Linked DNA regions of Muntiacus reevesi: region 1 is linked to region 2. The links are chromatin contacts, called in public Hi-C maps. All regions are on one chromosome and are shown on one strand. The core of a region is the stretch at or near the end of the contact, and the rest is flanking DNA. Distances in the headings are between cores, read along the strand shown. Region 1 holds the start of UBA6 (ubiquitin like modifier activating enzyme 6). Region 2 holds the start of YTHDC1 (YTH N6-methyladenosine RNA binding protein C1).

The links. A called contact is a pair of places that touch in the nucleus more often than the background predicts.
Region 1: a Hi-C map of muscle shows a contact between it and region 2, with 7 times the contacts expected there. The contact joins the promoter of UBA6 here to the promoter of YTHDC1 in region 2. A contact is called at or near these places in 2 of 3 Hi-C or Micro-C datasets (blood and muscle).

The regions. Positions count from the first base shown.
Region 1 is chr22:31,943,575-31,946,895 of mMunRee1.1, forward strand. It overlaps UBA6 (ubiquitin like modifier activating enzyme 6), which reads left to right and starts at 2,039. Exons shown (of 33, transcript XM_065914662.1): 1 at 2,039-2,153. The coding sequence starts at 2,083.
Region 2 is chr22:31,317,161-31,320,611 of mMunRee1.1, forward strand. It overlaps YTHDC1 (YTH N6-methyladenosine RNA binding protein C1), which reads right to left and starts at 1,493. Exons shown (of 17, transcript XM_065914739.1): 1 at 1,180-1,493. The coding sequence starts at 1,207.

The sequences.
Region 1 (3,321 bases), core at 789-3,288, 630 kb after region 2:
CTTCCAAACTCAGGGTAGGCTGCTTTCCAACCATATTCATGAAGGCCTGACCTCAGGACACAGTACTTCCTAATCTTTATGACAGTCATGGAACAGGTGTTGCAATTTGGGGCATCTGGGTATAATATATTAGAGAAATACACAACAAAGGATGAAACTAGTCATTACTCTGTATCTACAATGATGTGAATTTATCCAAAACATTTAAGCTCTTCATCTTTTTGAGTCATCCGCTGTAAAGCAATGGCATTGTATATTTAGGTGACTGCTCAGTATTGCTTCCAAGCAAATAGTCAATAATTTAGGAGTATGAAATGGAAAATACATATAAATAGTCTCTATAATTATAAAACACAATATAGATGTTATCATCTTTATAATTTATGATATAAAATATTTTAGAAATCCAATTTGCACATAAAATTTCAAGAAGATATTCATTAAAATGTACACTTACATGATGATCAAGACAGGGCAATTCTAAATGTATTGCATCCTGGATTGGATGCATACCAAAAAAAGGACATTAGTGAAAAACTGGTGAAATCCAAATAAAGTATGTAGCTAGTTAATAGTATTTGTACCAATATTAATTTCTCAGTCGTGACAAATGGACCACAGTTATGTAAGATGTTATCATTAGAAGAAACTGAGTGAAGCATATTCAGAAATTGTTTTACCTTTGCAAATTTTCTGTAAATCTAAAAATATCCCAAATAAAGATTTTAAAACAAAATTATTGTTCTATGCCTTGAGGATGCAACTATTCAAACATACACACATACATAATACATATAAACACATGTGCAACACAGACACAACAGAAATGAAGGAAACTATAAAAATCAAGCCACCATACTTTTCAGCACTAAAGCAAGAAAGGAGGAGCGTTCTAGTGTTAGAAAAGTTTTCCTGAAACTTGAGAAGAAAGAAACATGAGACTGAACTAAGAAAAGTAAACATCTGCTTTGCCATTCATCAGGCATAAAGACAGATAAAGCCAGTTGTAAGGTTAACAGAAAATACTATTTCTCCCAAGAACATGCTGTATAGCATCACCAAAAGAATCCACTTCCAGTAACTGCTACTTTTTTTACACACAAAGAACTCTTTTCTCTAAAATCATAGATTGTAAAAAAAAAAAAATTGCTCTTTGAAATTTTTCATTAAAATGGAAACATCCCATTGTTGGCTAGATGACCTAAGTTATGTGAAACAGCCTCTACTTCCAGAACTTCAGAAAAGGAGTTTGTGGACATATTCCCCGTCTACTTTTACTCTGTAGCTTCCAAAAAAAATATTAGTTGAGAAGTTCTTAGACGTATATTTTGGTACTTAATCTGGCAAGTCACTTACATCGATTGTAAATTTGTCCCTCTCTCACAAACTATAGGCAACCTGGATGATATATGTCATTCATCGTTCAAGAAAATCACATGATTCTACCAAATTTGTGATAGTGCTTGACATGTAATAGACGTCCAAAATTAGAAGTTACACGTATAACGTCTTAAAATGGAATTCCTGACTGGAAGTCCGGACCTACTTATTACTAGCCTTTCGGATTTTTCTATTTTTAATAAAATGAAGCGTTTCTTCTTGCCATAAAACTCTTAAGGATTTTGCTATGCAATCCCATTACTTCGCTGGCCACTGGAATCCTGTGTTTGCCTTGCGAAGAGTTTTGGTTCAGCTTAAGTCCGCCGGAACCAAGTCGCTACAGTGCCACTTCAGGCTTCCCTGATGGGTCAGACGGTGAAGACTCTGACAGACACAGACACACACACACACACTCCCCGTTTCCCACCCCCCCAACACACACACATACATGCACACACACGCACGCACACACACCCGCCGCCCCCAAACCGGCGCGCTTCAACTACCTGCTGCAAAGCCCTCCCCCGGACCACACCCAAACCGGAAGCCAGGACGCCCCTGGGGTTGACGGGAAGGAGCCGCCTGGCTGCTCGCTTCTAAGGCCTGCCCCCTCGTGTGACGTCATTGCCCGCCCCTTGACCTCGCGGTCCCGCCCTCTTCCCTGCTTCCCAGTAGCCAGCTGCGGCTGCGTCTCTGGAGGCGATGGAGGGATCGCAGCCGGTGGCTGCGCGTCCGGGGGAAGAGGCATCTTGCTCCTCCTGGAGGACCAGCGGGTGAGAGAACAAGTGTGGGCGCGAAGTGGGGCGTGGCGGGCAGGACCAGGGGTCCGACTTTCTGGGTCTCCCACTCGGGCGGGCAGGGAGCGCGCGAGAGGCCGCGGGGCAGGGCAGAGCCGGCCTTGGGCGGCGAGGGGAGCGCGCGGGGTAGGTGTGGCGGCGTGGGCTTCGGCCTCAGCGACTCCGGGCTTTGTTGAGGCGGAAATCCTCCACTTGTCGCCCGTTTCATCGCTTTCTCAGTTCTGGTTGGGGTCTGCCATCCTTCTTCCTTCCAGTCACCGGACGTAGGAGGGAAGGAGGGGCTCTGGGTGCGAGCTTCCCTGCCCCGGTGCCGGACACCTTCCCTCCTTTCGATAAAGTGAAAGCTGAGCTCCATGGTGCACGATCCTCCACTGAGATTCTCCTTTGAAAACTGTTACCAGAGGGAACTCGGTTATAATGAATCATTGGTAGTCAGAACACCCTGAGGCCTGTTGATTGCCCTTTAAAACAAGAGAGAGAAAAAAGAAAGAAAGAAAAAGAAACGCAGGGGAAAAAACCACGAGTTACCCATTCTTATTTCGCAGTTGGTGTTGAGGCTCACGTCTTTTCCATTCCTGCAGAAATAGAGGGGAAACGTTCGTGTAGTTCCTGTTTGTCATTTCATAATTAATAAAGCGGATAGTTAAATTCTGCCCACCACCAGAATACAATGTGCCGAAGATAGAAGTGGTGGATATTTGATTTTGAGCTAATATGAATGTTCACAAGTCTATAGCTTTTTCACCAGCCTTAGACTGAAAGGATGCGTTGATACCATGGTATTGCCTGCCATTGCCACCACTGCCAGACTTAGGTGGGAGATATTATGTAATACAAATAAAACCTCCTCTTATTTAAAGCATTTTCGTTTGCCATTTAAGACCTTATAAGAAGAATGATATTTGAAAGATTCCAGTAAGGCAGAACTTCTGAAAAGTGGATTTCAGTCATAATCATTACATGACAGTACTAGTTAGAATGTAGCTCTTCTCATTTTTACTTAAGAGCTTTACCATCTTAGACTGTTGCTCTCCATGCAAGGAAGATAGCTATAGAAAGTGTATAGAAAGTAGGAAAGTTGTAACAAGACTTTTTCTTGAGTTTTGTGTTTTGTTAGAGTGCCAGGGTATATTGTGTATGTGCT
Region 2 (3,451 bases), core at 243-2,742:
CCCGCTTTAAGCAGGAGCAGTTAGTTATCTTAAACATATTCCCACCCAGTCCAATTCCCAAGGTCGCCCCTATTCTTAGAACAGTTCACTGATTTTTCCAGTTCACTAACTCTTCCTTCTTCTAAGGAGCAAAATTAGAGATCACAAATCTAATGGAACTTGACTCTACAGTCCATTTAACAAAATGCTCCCCTCGCCAAGTTAATTAGCCACACAAAAGGGTAGATCCGAGAAATACAGGGCAGCAGCTGGCTATATATGTGTGTGTATATATATATATTTTAATAATCAGCTATATCCTTCCCAAAACTATTATAGTAATCTTAGGGTTGTAAAAAACCTTAACGCACCACCCAATCTAGACCACTCTTCAGACTTGTATTGATTCTGGATCTACATTAACATTTCTAGGCCCCGGAAGGCCAGTATTTCAAAAGACCTGACATTTCATTCTGGCAACATCAGTTCCTCCCAAATTTCAAAGCAACTGTATCCCTCCGACTCTCTACAAATTAATTTATTTGTTCCTAGTTACCCTCCAGGAACTACGCAAAACGTGTTTCTTTCAGAATAGCGGCCAAGAATTTTTCTGCCTGGCCTGAACCACATAATCATCTTTTCAAACATTACCTTTCCCAAAGTAAGTAAATATGTAACCAAACAGGCCATTCCTGCCACTGCCTATTTAACAGGAACAGCCAGAAATTACTTGTCGACATTTCCCCGGACTAATCATCTATCTATACCACGTCTTAAACAGCCTTACTTACTAAACTACCAGCTTTAATCGTGGCATTAAGGGTTTTCGAAAATCTAACAGAAAAGACTGTTCTCAAAATACGCACTACCTCCGCATAATACTACCAGGAAATAAAACCAAGGGCCTGCAACTCAGAAGAGGCCTTTTCTCAGCCGCGCCCAGGACGGATAAACGTTACGTGAAGAAGGAAATTAGGATCAAAGAAAAAATCCAAGACTAGATGAAGTGTTAGGTCATGTGGAGACCGAGGACGAAAGGGCAGGCCTGGTCTTTGCCAGTGAGTCCCGAGTATCTCCATGGGGAGACCAGCTCCGCGCGGAACAAGCTAACCTCCTCAACCCCCAACTCACAACGACGACCACGGTTCGGGCGACCACTCCAGAGCCCAGACTCCGCCCGTCACCTTTCTCCGCACTAACCTTTCTCCTCTCGGCTGTCGGCCGCCATTGCTCCCCTCTTGTTTCCGCTGCTGCTGCTGCTACCGCCGCCGCCGCTTCGAGGCGACTCGCGCGGGCGCCGCAGCCGCGGCAGCAAAACAGGCGCGTCCGTCAGTCCGTCCGCTGGGCTGCGCGCTCCGCACCGTGGCCTCTACACTTACCCTTCCCGATTCACCCTTTCTCCCCGCTTCTTCCCTTTCTCTCTTTTCCCCTTCCCTCCTTTCACTCTAGCCACCCACAGCTTAGGCCCAGCCTTCCCGTTGGGGCTTAGAGACGGGAGGGGGGGAAAGGCGGGGGGCTGGGGGGAGGGAAACAGATGGCGACGGCGGGCGGCGCTAAAATGGAGCCTGCTTCCTGCGTGAAACAATCCAGCTCCCGAAGTGCTCTGCGCTGTTTACGCTACGTTCCTCCCTGGGAACGTCACAGTGCGGAGAGGGGCGAGGAGGCGGGACGGGCGAGGGAACGTGACGTAACGTCCGCACGTCGTGCCGCCTCCCGCAACCCGGAAGTCTCTGGAATGAGTTTCATTTCTAGTGATGAAGTGTTCCAAGTTACCGCTACCCTGCGTACTCCCTGGTCTGTCAATTTTGTCACCTGAAGCGCCTATTAAAGTACCTTCCAGCTTCAAGACAAAGATGCTTCCTGTCTCTCCACGGGACTCCGGATTCAGTTCTGAAAATTGAAGGCTTATTTAGGAAAAATCGGGGCCAGTCCCCTTGCGGCCATCACTTTCTACACTCAGTGCAGGATGTACTTTCTAATTTGGTGCTGGAGGCTTACCGAAAGGCAGCGCAGGATGCGATCAGCTCACTTGTAACAAAAGCCTACTAGTTTTGTTTTTTACGAGGGAAAGGAATTACATTGTATTTTAAAATAGCTTTGTAAGTCACATAAATTTGTAAACATGTATCGAGATCCTAGGGTACACAGTTGAGTTAAACAGACTTGAGAAATTAAAACTACGAGAGTGACCAAAAGTCATTTTACATGATAGAGTAAGATCTTCGAGGACACTTGCTTAAAGTTCATTGTCAGAGGGATGAAAATGTAATTTTGCTCCACTGTTCCATAACTGAGTTTACAAGGGAAAGACATTTGAACGCAAAAAAAAGTAACATTGTTAAGATATAAAATCAAACTAATGACAAATTTAAAGAAAGATCTATGCTGCCTTGTTCTTTGATTGACCTTGATTGGTTTCTCTCTTCAAGGAGTTAGTTTATGTTCTACTGAGGAAGACAAAACATAAGTAAAAAAATTAAAAATCATGATGAAGTCTATGAAAGAAACAAAAAGCTAATATGGCAAGGCAGAGGGGATAGGTGAAGGCTTTCTATATAAAGTCCTGAGGAGATGAAGTTGAGACTGATACGCAGCAAAAGGTGGAGATAAGGGTCATCCAGGCAGAGACCAGCACAATGAAAGGCTCTGATCAGGAAAGAGGCCTTGGTGTGGTCAAGGATCTGCAGAGAACATCACTGAGCTACCACCCAGATAATGAGTGAGAGAACAAGTGGCTGAGATAATGCTTGAGAAACAGGCCACATCTTTAGGAGTAAGGGCCTAATCAGGACCCAACCAAAAACAAAAGCAGCTCAGTATCTACAGAGAGACGTAATTTCAGGGGTGAACCCACTGGAGGGAGAAGATGGAAAACACCTTTGGCTTTCCACAGATCCACACCTATAAAACGTGAAAATAAGCCAACACAAGTTCAAGATGAGCAGCACACCTAAGAGGAAGACAGCAAAATCTTAAACATCTCTGAAACATTTTCCACAATGTTTACTATTAAATCAGACCAGGGCCAGGTCCTATAGAACAGGTTGCAGACTGGTGCCTGCTAACCTAAGACATCTTGCACCATCAGTGTTTGTGTGCTTTTATTAAAGCTTAATTCCTTTAATTGGGGCATACACTTTCCAGTAAGACTCTTCCTCCACCATCCCTCTCAACTGCCTTACCTTTGACTAGTGTTACTGACTGAAGTATATATCTATGAAGTGTGTGGATTTAGGGGAAAAAAATGGTAGTTGGATTCTGTTGCCCTGGGAAGGTCATGTAGAGTGAAGAGTAAAGGAAACTCAGTACAAAGTCTTAGAGAATATCAATAAAGGGAATATGCAATATGAACCTAGAACATCTTGTCATATTAGAAAGTAGTAATCAGAGAATGCTAGAGCCCTATCAAACTATGAGGCATTTTGAGCAGCTATAAAGACAAAATTGCAGTGGACTGAAATATATCAAATAT